2 separate regions of the Mus musculus genome follow, and region 1 is linked to region 2. A link is a contact called in public Hi-C data. All regions are on one chromosome and are shown on one strand. Each heading gives the region's core, a stretch centred on a gene start, on an enhancer-like site or on the middle of the called end of the contact. The rest is flanking DNA. Distances are from core to core; before and after follow the strand shown. Region 1 overlaps Gm46038 (a long non-coding RNA gene). Region 2 has its middle 14 kb from the start of Gm33831.

Region 1 (6,816 bases), core at 3,083-5,582, 110 kb before region 2:
TGTGTTTCCATGAAGGGTACCGACCATGTGGGGGAAAGGATTAAGAAAAAGATGGTGGTTGAGAATAGGCCTAGACAAAGTAAAATGGATCATGTCCTAGTTAGCTTGTCAACTTGACACAAGTGAGAGTTATTTGGGAAGAGGAACCTCATCTGGGAATACGCTCCCTTCAGCTTGCCTGTAGGCAAGTGTGCCGTGTATTCTCCTGATTCATGAATGATATGGGAAGGCCCAGCAGGTGGTCCTGGGTTGTATAAGAGCACAGGCTAAGCAAGCCATGAGACAGAAAGCCAGTAAGTGGCATTGCCCCCATGGCCTCAGTTCCTGCCTAAAGTTTCCTGCCCTGGGTTTTCTCAGGAATAGAGAGTAAAATGTAAGGTGCAGTTAACCTTTTCCTTCCCAAGTTGCCCTTGGGTGTGGTTTTTATCACAGCAATAGAAAGCAAGCCAGGCCAGGCGACAGGCAAGACCATACTTCTTCTTGCTTGCGCTTGATCTCAATCTCTCTCTCTCTCTCCCTCCCTTCTTCCCCCTCTCTGCCAGTGTGTGTGTGTGTGTGTGTGCTACATGTGTGCATGTGTGTGCAGAGGTCAACGGTCAACATCAGACGGCTTCTTCTATTGCTCTCTACTTTATCTTTTGAGACAGGGCTTTCCACAGAACCTGGGGTTCACTGCTTCAGCTGAGCTGACTGGCTAATAACCTCAAGAGATCCTCTCACCTCTCCACCAAGTGCTGTGGTCCTCAGACACTGCTGTGCACAGCGCCTACCTGGGCACAGAGGACCCAGGAGCAGGTACACATTCAGTGTCATTCTGGTTATTGTCTAATATTTGATTCTGAATGTGGGCAGAACCTTCTGTAGTGTAAGTTATATTCAAATTCAAGGTGCCAACAGTAAATCAACTTGCTTGCAAAATCCCTGGACACTTATCCATCCCCCCCTGCCCTTCTGTAGTACAAGGCTGCAATCTGTGCTTACAGGTTTGTTCTTCAAAGTTCTTTAGTAGCAGCACACGGTGCCCAGAGTTTGGGACACCTCAGCTTCCTTTGCCCTAGTATCCGACACTAAATAAGGCACAATTTCTGCCCCTAATAACTCATGACAAGTAGAGAAGATGGTAAATACATTTCCCTGGCAGGCATTAATAATCAATGACAGAGTTCATGGGCAGCTCTTTTTGTCTTTCTTAATGTAGTGATCCATGTGACTCTTACTTATTCATCTCAGTTGGAACTAAAAATAGACCCTCTCTTCATTCTAGCAGATTCATTCATCCCAGTATAAATTCATTAATCGCAGGGCATCAAAGGTGTAAAGGAAGAAAAAGAGGGCATCCTAGACAGACTCCTTACTATTCTCGCCTAAGCTGCCTCTGTCTATGGACTTACCTCTATATGAATGTCATCTTAGGATCACTATGAAAACTGCTCATTGTCTGAGGGCTGCCCCAGCTGATGACTGGGAAGGAGAACACCCAAGTCAAGGGTCTGTGTGAGAAGTGAGACTGACTGCAGAGGGTGGGAAGGCTGCCATCTCTAATTAGAAGGCTCGAAGGAAGCCAAGCTGTGTTTTAGGGAGGATTCCAACATCTGTGCTCTGCTTCCTTCACAGGCAGCCTGCCCCGAGGGCCCTTTAAGAAGAGGCTCCACACTCACCTGGTACACACTACGGTTGCTTCTTCCAGCTTTACATCCTTGAATATGGTCCAGAATTGTATGTTCAAATTCTACCTTTGGCCACAGAATGAGTCTCCCCAAACCCCAACCCCCAGTGGAAAAGAAGGGAACAGGTTCTCTTTTATTCCCTTTAATTTATTTATTTATTTATTTTACATCCTAATTGCAGCCCCCTCTCTCCTCCCACTCCCCCTCACACAGCCCTTTCCTTCCCCTTCTCTGAGAAGGGGTAAGCCTCCAATGGGTACCAACCCACCCTGTCTCATCAAGTCACTTCAGGACTAGGCACATCCTCTCTCACTGAGGCCAAATGAGGCAGCTCAACTAGCGGAATGAGATCCACATGCAGGCAACAGAATAAGGTAACAGATAAGCCCCCAACTCCAAGTTGTTGGGTGGGACCCACTTGAAGACCAAGCTGTACATTTGCTACATATATTTGGGGGACCTACGTCCAGCCCATGTTTGCTCTTTGGTTGGTAGGTCAGTCTCTGGGAGCCCAAGGGTCTAGGTTAGTTGACTCTGTTGGTCTTCCTGTGGAGTTCCTGTCCCCCTTGGATCCTTCAATCCTTCCCACAACTCTTCCACAAGACTCTCTGAGCTCCATCTAATGTTTGGCTCTGGGTCTCTGCATCTGTTTTGGCCAGCTGCTGGGTGGAGCCTCTCAGAAGACAGTTATGCTAGGCTCCTGTCTGTAAGCATAACAGAGTGCAAACTTGTACAACCACCCTGGGAATCAATTTGGCATTTTCTCAGAAAACTGGGAATAGTTCTACCTCTAAACTCAGCTATAACACTCCTGAGCATATACCCAAAGATGCTCCACCATCCCACAAGGACACTTGCTCAACCATGTTCATAGCAACTTTATTTGTAATAACCAGAAACTGGAAACAACCCACAAATCCCTCAACCAAAGAATGGGTAAAGGAAATGTGGTAAATCTACACAATGGAATACTACTCAGTTCTTAAAAACAAGGGCATCATTGAAATTTGCAGGCAAAAGGATGGAACTAGAAAATATCATCCTGAGTGAGGTAACCCAGATACAAAAGGACATACATGCTATGTACTCACTGATAAACTGATATTAGTCATAAAGTACAGAGCACCTAGGTGACACTCCACAGACCTCCAAAATGCTAAATAACAAGGAGGGCCCAAGGGAGGATATGTGAATCTTACTCGGAAGAAGAAATAAATTAGTCATCAGAGATGGATAGAGGGAGGAAACTGGGTGGGAGAGAGCAATGGGGAGGGGGGTGAATTGGGTGTGGGGAGAGAGGTCTTGGAGAGTATGAATGGAGATTGGCAGCAGTTAGGGTGGGGGAGGCGAGCATCTCAAGGACATGCGAGATGGGGGGACGCTCCAGGGGGTCTATGAGGGTGACTAATTGAAGCTCCCAGCAGTGGGGGATATGGAGCCTGAAGTGGCCACCTCCTGTAGCTAAGCAAGACCCCTACTGGAGGGATAAGGACACCATCCCAAAATGTGCCCTGCCTACAAGAAATGCAGGGACAAAGATAGAGCAGAGACTGTAGGAACAGCCAACCAATGACTGGCCCAACTAGAAACCCATCCCATGGACAAGAACCAATCCCTGACACTATTAATATTATGCAGTAGGAACTGATTGCAGAAGGGTATGGATTCTTAACATGATTTCTTACCACTAATACCTACCCTGTTACCAAATACTGATTCTCCACAGGGTGGGATAGTACTCAGAAGCAAATGAGCATCGTGAGAGGACCTCCCATGCCCTACATCTATTGTCCACGGTGTCGCTGGCCAGTCTCCTAGATTCTGGAGACTTTTGCTTAAGATCTTGTGTCTAGGATCTGAAGTTGAGAGCAGGTTGTTTAAAACCCTCTCTAAGTTTGTTTTCCATACATGAAAAATGAGAGGTTCAGAAAAGCCGTGGCCCCAGGGTGCTCATGTGCTAGGGCAACAAGATCCAAAACTGCCAGTCTTTCTTTCTGCTGGGGTGGGACTACCTGTTCCAGGACCCAAGTCAGAACCCTTTCCCATCTGAGTTTCAGATCATTCTTTCCCTTCTTCCTACCCCTCAGTGAGGGAAGCCCTTTGCTGCTAACATTTATTCCTAACATTTATCTTTGTCACATGAAATGATGCAACACCTTAGTTAAGACTTATTGTCCTTCCTAAAGTTTTATTTATGTTTTAGTTCTCTTTAAAGAGCAATTGGAAAGGATCTTAGGAAAAGGGTCTAATACACCAGATATTTAATAATGAGCTCACAGCAGAACCACCCCTTCAATGCTCTACCTGACCCCCCTTTTTGCTTAAAGGCTGATCTAGTCTATAGACTGACAATTGAAGAAAATCTACACGAAACACACTCAATAAACATATTGGACCAACCTTGGCATGCTTACTTCCTGGGCAAATGCCCCACAGTTTGGAGACATTCAAGGACATCCCCACTCCGCAACCAGGCTCACTTTTCCTTATTAAAGAGGAACAAGCAACCTCCCTGTGTGTGTTACCTGCAGGTAAAGCCATGCCTCCATCCCAGCATTCCCAGGGAACAGGAGAGAGGCTGGGATCCACCCCCACTATGCTATGTTTGGAGGCAGTAGTCAGATGGGGAGGAAGTCACGAAGGAACGTCTGAATCAGATGGTATTTCACCCACCACACAGCCTGGGTGACTTGTGTTCTCATCCACACAAGTCAAACAGTCCTCCAGGCTTGCTAAAAGCGACCCAAAGAGGCTTGGGGTGACAGGGACATCCAGTCAGCATTGAAGATAGGGGAGGTGGGATGGGAGGGTGGAGAAAAGGCAGGGCATACTGTTGGTAGGGGAAAGACAATGAATTCAACAGGTTTTCCTCTCAAGGTTAGAAGGGGACAGATGGAGAGGGTAGAGGTAACTTTCATTTGGAACCCCACCCCCACTCCTTTCTTCCCTAGGATTCTCCACTTCCAGATCCCCTGCCCAATCACAGATTCCTCTCCAATGCCTGCAACCCGAGTGTGATGGTTTGTATATCCTTGGACCAGGGAGTGGCACCATCTGAAGGTGTGGCCTTGTTGGAATAGGTGTGACCTGGTTGGAATGGGTGTGTCACTGTGGGTATGGGTATAAGATCCTCACCCTAGTTGCCTGGATGTCAGTCTTCCACTAGCAGCCTTTGGATGAAGACATAGAACTCTCAGCTCCTCCTACGCCATGCCTGCCTGGATACTGCCATGCTCCCACCTTGATGATAATGGACTGAACCTCTGAACATGTAAGCCAGTCCCAATTAAATGTTGTTTTTTATAAGACTTGCCTTGGTCATGGTGTCTGTTCACAGCAGTAAAACCCTAACTAAGACACCAAGAAAGCAATTTCTGATAGGCCCATATAGGAACCAAGGTGAAGGAATTTTGATATCTGGGTTTCTGTGTACCACCTAGCTGAAGGTATCTCTGAGTTAGCTATTCCTTATATGGCTTTATGTCCCAGCCTGCACTGGGAACATACCAATCTCTTGATAAGGATCTTTTGATTCGAATGGCTCACCCAGGATTAGGAACTAAGGAAGTGCTAACATGGAACCTCCCTTGAAGAATTCCATGGATTATTACCATCAGAATCTTCATGCCTGGGACAGATGAAAACCTACCCCAGAAGTTCGTCTGAGAACCCCACAGGCAGGCACTCCAAGCTACTGGGGGAAAAGCTTGTTCTATTATTATCAGAGTCTAATAATTCTTAGATGGCTGTTATAGCTGACTCCCCAACTATGTGATGTGGTTACCCCACATAGAGTGGACCCCCCTGGACGGTCAGCAGACTTACTCTATTAAGAGGCAGCCCAAAGCAAGTGGAGAGTATATGGAGAGGAGGGGTTGAAGGGAGGAAAAGGAAGTGGGGAATGTTGTAATTATATTCTAACTTCAAAAGATTAAAAAAGACACAGCTTTTTTAACTTTCTTTGGACTCAAATTTTTGTTTTGGTATTTCTCTGTTTCTAGGTATTTTGTTTTATTTTGTTTGGGATGTGATGGTTTGGGTTGTTTATTTGTTTCTTTGTTTGTTTGTTTTTCCTGTTTTGTTTTCCAGACGAGGTCTCACATCTCACTCTGTAACCCAGGCTGGCCAACTTGCAATGACCTTTTGCGTCAGCCTCCTGAGTGCCAAAAATACAGGCCTGAGTCACTGCACCTGGCTTCGTCTGACTCTTATGTCACATGAAACCTCTACTTTATCAAGGGCCAAAAAGTATTTGTATAACACACCTCTATCAGGGTCACTTCATTCCTTGGGGACATCTGATAGGTATTTATTTACATACTGGTAAAGACATAGATTTATAACTGAATGTTTTATATTGTAGGAAATGTAGGTTGTTTTGGGTTGAGAATAATCTGGACAGATTCCCTTATTGTTAACATTTATTCTGATTAAAGAAAAAAAATAATGAGGCTAACAAAACCTTCCCACCCCTCGCATGTCACACCCAACCTTCCAAGGGCAGCAGGAAGGCTGTGTACCAGCTCTGCTGCTACAGAAACCTCCTGGCACAAAAACTTTCAACCTGGGGACAGAAGGCCAGAGTCTGATAGAGCACAGGAAAGTATTACAAAGACTCTGCAGCTGGACTGTCTGGGTACTGGCTTGGTGTGGGGGAGCAGGTGTGTGCTAAGGGGCAGTCCAGAGTCCCCTGATGGTCACAAGGATTGCACAATTAGCACTGAATGGCAGCAGGTGACCATATCTGCTATCTAGAGTATAGTCACACTTAGGGACCTGGGACAGACTGACAGTTTTTTATTAAAATGTTTCCATGGATAAAGAAACAATAGTTATTATGTTGTCCCCAAAATGCCCATGAAAATTGATGCTGGGCTCCAAGTGATTCTAAGAAGGACTGAATCACAGAACTATCTACTCTCAAAGTGCTGAACGGGAGACATCGTGAGGCAGTGAACTAATTGTCTGTTACTAATTGTCTGATACGGAGAACCAATCAAAAGCTCACATTCTCATTTTCTCTATATGCCAGGAACTGCTCTGAGCCCTTTTCAAGGACTAGAACATGACACCCTTAGAATAACCTGAGGTATAAGCCATTACCATTCCTACACTAGAGCTGGGCAGCCAAGGCAGAACGAGCCTGGAA
Region 2 (6,578 bases), core at 2,783-5,282:
ACAGTGTGAAAGCCAGCCTAGGGATCAGGGCCTTGGCTTTCTTTTCTATTCACCTATTTCATGAGAATGTCAAGTCTCTACACCTCAGCTTTTCACATTAAAAAAAAAAAATAGAAGTATTGCATGCCCACCCTCACAGCTGCCTGGTTTCTAATCTCCTAGCCCTATCAAGGTGTAGAGCATTAGAAACCATGGGAGGTGGTGCACACCTGGAAGACAAGAGGGCTCCCGTGTTGAGGCTTAGCCTGGACAAGTCCAAGAGCCCACCTCAAACTGACCAGTAAGAGACAATGGGAGGAGAGATATGTCTCAGTGGTTGAACAATTTGTACCACGTACATGGCCCTGGTATAGTCGAAGCTCTGTCTTCATTGTTTGGCCAGGGAAAGGGCCCAAGAGAGTCAAAGAACAGTCTCAGAGTGAGGCGACAACCACAGAGAAGGATCCAAGGACAAGAGGCTGAGCTGGCACCCCCAGCATGCTCGAGATGTCACAGCTCCTATTCAGAGCAGTACTGCACTGTAGGCAGCTGGTTGGCCAACCTCAGATTTTTAGTTCCTATATAGCTTGCTATCCTTACATAATTTTGTGCTGGGGCATCACTCTATTTGTAAACAGAATCCAAGGTTTTCAAAAGAACTTAATTACAACAAATCCCATTGAGACATAATCTGGAGAAAACACACGGGCCTGTCTGCATTGCATAATGAGATAGTTAACTGGCAGGGATGGAGGCTGCTGGTGGGGACACCTCACCCGAGGGCCCAGATCCCGTTTCCTCTAGTCCCCGCTACTTGCCTTCTCCCTAATAGTAGGAACTCTGGCCGGACCATCTCCCTAGTCACTTGCCCTCTAACTCCCACATCTCCCTAGGCCCCGGCAGTCCTGCATCTACGTAGGCTGAGTTTTCCTACAAGCTGTGTTCTTGAACTGCCAGCTGCCAGGCTCCTAATCCTAATGCTATTAAATAGATACCATTAGGGATGTGCTAGCCATGGTTCTGCCCGTTTCTGGACTTCTCCCATGTTGCTCACTCTGGCCTGTTTCCACACTGCAAACGCTGCTGTATAATTGTGCAAATTCATCCCCATTTATGCCTGTCGTAGGGATGGTAAACCTCTCACCCTGCCCTGGAGAAACAACCAGAAAGGTCACATTTGAGCAGAAATGGACCCTGACTGGGTCCACTTTGGATCTCAGCTTCCTCGTTATCAAAACAAAAACAAACAACAACATGAGATAAACCATACCCACTGGTCCTTCCTTAGGTAAGAAAAAGTCTGGCTCCAAGATAGCAATGTACACATCAAGACACTATTACACATGAACGCTGAAGCTGAGCACAGCAGTTGTGCTCCGTGATGTATCCATGCCTCAAGTACCTGGTGACTGTTTTATTAATCAGTTCTCCCAGAGGTTTGACAGCCTCATCCACAGGAATAGGCAAAGGAGAAGTGACAGTCACACTCTTTTTTTTTTTAAACGAAATAAATCTGTACTTCAGAACCCAGACACTTGACTGTGCACCAGGGTGTCTTAGAGACGATATAACCTGCCTGGAAATTCAATTATCTAGTAAGAAAAGGATGTTGTTGTCCCCTAGAAGTAGTGGCCACGATGGATCCAGCTCTACCACGTGAGTCCAGAAGGCCAGATGGGAAGAGAGGGGATAATAAGAGTTCACTGTGAAGGGGTCTATCTCAGGAGTCTCCAAGGACAGCAGTTGCCATGGCTGCACTTGTGTGTGCTAGATCATCAGAGTTCAAAAAAATGAGGTAATTCTATGTCACATGGTACCTGCACGCGGCTTCCGTCCCCACTCTGCACTCTGTGGATATGCAATCACAATGCGGTTTGCCATTTTATTTCAACAAATACGTGTCAGCATCTACTGTGCCCCAGGCACCAGAGCTATGAAAATGAGGGCGACCTGCCATGCCTTGTCTTAAGGCACCTACCTATCTGCGAGTGGGAGAAGAGATCCCCAATAAGAAAGTTCGAGTCATACTCTCTAACTGAGGAGGGAAAGACAAACATCCCAAACTGTTGAGTAATACAAACCCAGTAATTCAACCAGTTACTAAAAACATGTGTCAAGGGCAGAGGCATGTTATAGGTATTGATCAAGGATGGAGATGATGGAAGGGAATATCAATTAAAGGTCTTATTTGAAAGTGTCCCTTAAACCATGATTGGAAATAAGGTAGTGGCCAGGAGTTCTCATAATGACTCCCATCTCAAACTGTGACATCCAGGCAAAGAGCTTCTATGCTAAACAGAGCTGAGGAGTCCCCAACCTGGTGTGAAGGTCAAGCTGAACTATTTAAACGTCTCTCACAATCCATTCATAAACGATTTTAATATTCTTCACAGCATAGTAATTTTATAGACCAATAATAACTCTGTAAGTGGGGAACTGATAGGAAGAGGAGGGGAGGGGAGGGGAGGGGAGGGGGAGGAGAGTCTGGAGCTCAGAGATGTTAGGTGAATGGACTACAAGTACATTCCGTGAGAGGGCAGGGTCGCTTGGCCTGGTGGCATACAGTTCTGATCTCGCCTACTCAAGAAGCTGAGACTGAAGTATTAAAAATTCAAGGTCAGCCTAGGCTACAGAGTAAATACTAGACCATCCTAGGCAATTTAGAAAAAAATTCTATCAACTATAAAGTAAAGAGAGGGTGTGGGGGCCATGATTCGGCGCCAGTGTGAACAAAAACCCTAACGCTTTGAAAATATAAGGGCTCCATCTCAGGGTCCTGTCCACGGAGTCCACTGCTCCTCACAACAGGCCGCACTGTCTTGAAAATGGGATGATCATTATCTGAGCAGAAGAGGACTCATACTAACCCCCAGGAGATGGAGAACAGGTGTCAAAAGGGAAATTTGGGGAGAGGGCCATTCAGTGTTGTGACCTGCTTCAAAGGGCTAAGCTGCTAGGCCAGGGATGTATCCCCCACCTGAAGCGGGGTCCCCAGTACACCTAAGAGGGGAAGCTTTCGGAGCTTAGAGTAGGGCCAACCACAGGAAACCTGCACAAGAAATCCTAACCTCAATGGTCACATAGTCCCGGGGAACGATTTCTATCGAGGCTGGGTTCCACAAGGAACTTCCCGTTCTGGAGGACCCAGAAGTCGGCTCAGCAGGAGGTGGGACGGGATGCTCTTTTATGTATCCTCTGCTCTATTACAAAGCAAGGCCCCCTTCCCTCCCACTCCCACCCCACCCCAGCCATGCTGCTGCTCCAAAGGCTGCCCCAACCCATTGTCTCCTGGGCCACAGAATAGCACTTTCTGCCCACAAAGAAATGTAATTTACAGGCCACTTTCTCTTTAATCCACCAGAAAAAGGCAGGATGATGAGTCTGTGGGCAGAAATCCAATGTTACAAGGATTTCAACGGATGCAAATTGTTTCCTGGATAAGGGCTAATGACAGCTAATAGGCCGGTGCCGGGGGCTAGGCGGATGACCTAGCACCAGCTTCCTATTTCTGTCGGCCAAAATCGCAACTTCCATCTGCTATTTTCATCCTCCTCCCATGTTATTGTCACTGTGGCCACAGTTTCACACTCCTACTCCTCCCAAAGGACGTGAGCATGCTATTTTACATAGGAATACAAAAGCCTGAGCCTTCCCTCCAAGCTACTGGGAAATGAATCAGCACATGCCTCAGCTTCCTAGCCCACCTGAGTGGTCACGTGCGTGCGTGCGTGCGTGCGTGCGTCCATGCGTGCGTGCCTGCCTGCCTGCACTGCCCAATTTGGTTTGTTCAAAATGGAGTTGCTTGGAATGTATGAACTAGCAAGCCACTGAGTAATGGTGAATCACCCCTGGATGTTTTACCCAGGCCTCAGACAAGGAGCTGGCTCCCGTTGTAGCTTTTTGGGGGTCACTTAAATCCATCAGAGAGGAACGCACAGCCCCAAGCCTTGTGCTGAAGATGAAGCGCTGATCAAGAGCAAGATCAGCCGGGCACATAAAGACTACCAAGCATCCAAAAAGTGTTTCTGAGAGCTGACATCAGCCCACATGTTGGCAAAGCAGTAGAAAGTGTGGGAGTCAGGTGGCGAGGGAGGGGGTGCTCCAAGGATGTAGAAAAGACGCTAAAAATCCTTGTTTGACAAAGCAGGCTTGGGATGTGGTGGCAGAACACCACAGCCACACTGTCTTGGGCTAACTTAAGTTTTCTGTTTCTCCCATTATCCCGTTGCTGGTCTCCCCAGATGCTCTCCCACCCCCAGCCCTGCCTATCTCCAGCCCGGCTCTCATTAAGCTGCACAGCATACCTTTCTCGGGCTTCCTGACTCAATTTCCCCAGCATCATTCAGTCTGAGTCACAGGTTTTAATCACAAAGGCATTATGAAGTGTGCTTCTATTTCTATTCCCTCCGCTACGCTGTGACCATCTCAGGAGTAATGGGTTCTCGCCCATCTTTCTACCTGCTGTTATCCACGCAGAGCTTTAATGAATACCTCCTGGATAAATAAGGAGCGGCGAGGGACCAAGGAGAGGAGGAAAAATGGAAACTGGGGAAGGGAGGGAGAAAGCAAAGAAACAAGGAGGGCTGAGCTTATAGCTCAGCGAGATAATTGCGGAAACCATGTGATACAGGCTGGCTTGTACCAGGGAGAGCAAAGAGCAATTAAAATGTTTAATCTTCCTTGAATACTATTGATAAGGCTCTACATATGTGATTGACAAGGAAAACACAAAGACTTGCTAAGAGACTAAAAAAATGGGTTTTGAATGGGGTGATCTTGTTGCAGATAATAAGCTGCTTGCTGGCCCAGCTGCCTGCCTGCTCTGAGGTGTTGATGGCTTCTCCCTGCTGGTTAGAGAATCTAGGTAGAGAGAAAAACGGCCCTGCTGCTCACCGATCTGATCCCCTCCCCCAGGGAAGCAGGAAGACTTCCTCAGCCAAAGCTTCTGAAGGAGCTGACAGGCTTTCAAGAGCCCACCTCACCACTGGCCCCGAGACCTGCTCAGACCCTTTTAGGGAGATGCCAGAAGGAAAGGGGCAGACAGGAGGAGGCAGAGGAGGCCTACATGGGGGGGGTGGTGGTGTATCATTCCCTAACTTGTCAAATTTGCCTTTCCTCCCAACATCTATGAATCCATGCAGATGCTCTGACTAACCTGCTGAAGTGTCTGAGGAGAAGAAAGATTCCCTACCTCCTTGTTGATAACCAGGAAGCAAGAGTGTGGCTGAAGAGGAGGGGTAAGCCCCTAGAGCAGACTCACCACTCAACTTCCAACTCACACATGTCTATGGGAATTGGGGGACATGGTGAGTCACTTTATTTGTCAGCTTGGCCTGGGCCACAGGGTGTCCAGATAGTTGCTCAAACATTATTCTGGAAGCTGTTGTGAGAATTCATTAATTAAATTAGGTGGATGAGATTAACAGCTAACTCACTGTATTTGTTTTATGTGAGGGAATGGTCTATATGTTGTCTTAGTCAGGGTTTCTATTCCTGAACAAAACATCATGACCAAGAAGCAAGTCAGGGAGGAAAGGGTTTATTCAGCTTATGCTTAAACATTGCTGTTCATCACCAAAGGAAGTCAGGACAGGAACTCAAGCAGGTCAGGAACTTGGAGGCAGGAGCAGGTGCAGAGGCCATAGAATAATCTTCTTGTTTGCTTCCCCTGGCTTGCTCAACCTGCTTTCTTATAGAACCGAAGACTCCCAGCCTAGGGATGGCACCACCCACAATGGGCCTTCCCACTCTTGATCACTAATTGAGAAAATGTCCCACAGCTGGCTCTCATGGAGGCATTTCCTCAAGGGAGGCTCCTTTCTCTGTGATAACTACGCTTGTGTCAAGTTGACACCCTAAACTAGTGTGTGTGTGTATGTGTGTGTGTATACATATATATACTTATTTTTGAGAATTTCATATATGTACATAATATATATTGATCATATTTATCCCTGACTTCCCCATTCAAACTCCTCTTAGCCCCAACACATCTTCCTCCTGACTTCATGACTCTCTCCTCCTCCTCCTCCTCTCCTCCTCCTCCTCCTCCTCTCCTCTTCCCCTTCCATAAGCCATTGAGTCCAATTAGTGATGCTCATATGTAACAGGTGTGGAGCCATCTACTGTATCATGAGCAACCTACCAGTAGCCACTCAAAGGAATTCACTCTCTCCCCCAGAAGAAGCCATTAACTACCAATATCTCTTCAGCTAGGACTGGGGCCCAGTGAGTCTCCCCTCTCTGGTTTGGAATTTCTGCAGGTCTCATCTTGTGAAGACAGGTCTTGAATGAGTAATCAAAGCTTCTGTGAGTACTTGGGTGCAGAAGATATGTCACTGTATCCCTCCCTGTCTTCCAGGCCTTATATTTTTGTGTGCCCCTTCTTCTGCATGCCCCATGAACCTTGGTGGACTGGGGTGGGGGTGGGGGGTGATAAAGATGTCCTACTTAGGGACACTTATTTTCAGCACTTTAATGCTGAATCAGCCCCAGTTATGATTATCCACACTGAGCACTCTATACCACAAAAGAAAGATTCTCTGAGAGCAACACAATTCTCTGGGTATAAATGTAAATACTTAAGACAGCAGTTTTAT

The links. Hi-C and Micro-C count contacts between places; a contact is called where the count stands out from the background.
Region 1: a contact with region 2 is called in a Hi-C map of cerebral cortex, with 2.3 times the contacts expected there. The contact joins two enhancer-like sites. A contact is called at or near these places in 1 of 39 promoter capture datasets (the C10 cell line) and 5 of 484 Hi-C or Micro-C datasets (the HPC-7 cell line, brain, cerebral cortex and 2 more).

Annotation. Positions count from the first base shown.
Region 1 is chr8:34,478,142-34,484,957 of GRCm38.p6, reverse strand. All of the region lies in intron 2 of Gm46038 (a long non-coding RNA gene), which reads right to left. Among named protein-coding and RNA genes, the nearest start is that of Gm40489, 7.4 kb to the left of the region's middle. Within about 2 kb of position 4,332, at least 24 of the 459 cell types and tissues checked have an H3K27ac peak or open chromatin away from gene starts, as enhancers often do. A contact at or near this core is called in cerebral cortex, where this site is marked.
Region 2 is chr8:34,369,650-34,376,227 of GRCm38.p6, reverse strand. No RefSeq gene overlaps it. Among named protein-coding and RNA genes, the nearest start is that of Gm33831, 14 kb to the left of the region's middle. Within about 2 kb of position 4,032, at least 25 of the 459 cell types and tissues checked have an H3K27ac peak or open chromatin away from gene starts, as enhancers often do. A contact at or near this core is called in cerebral cortex, where this site is marked.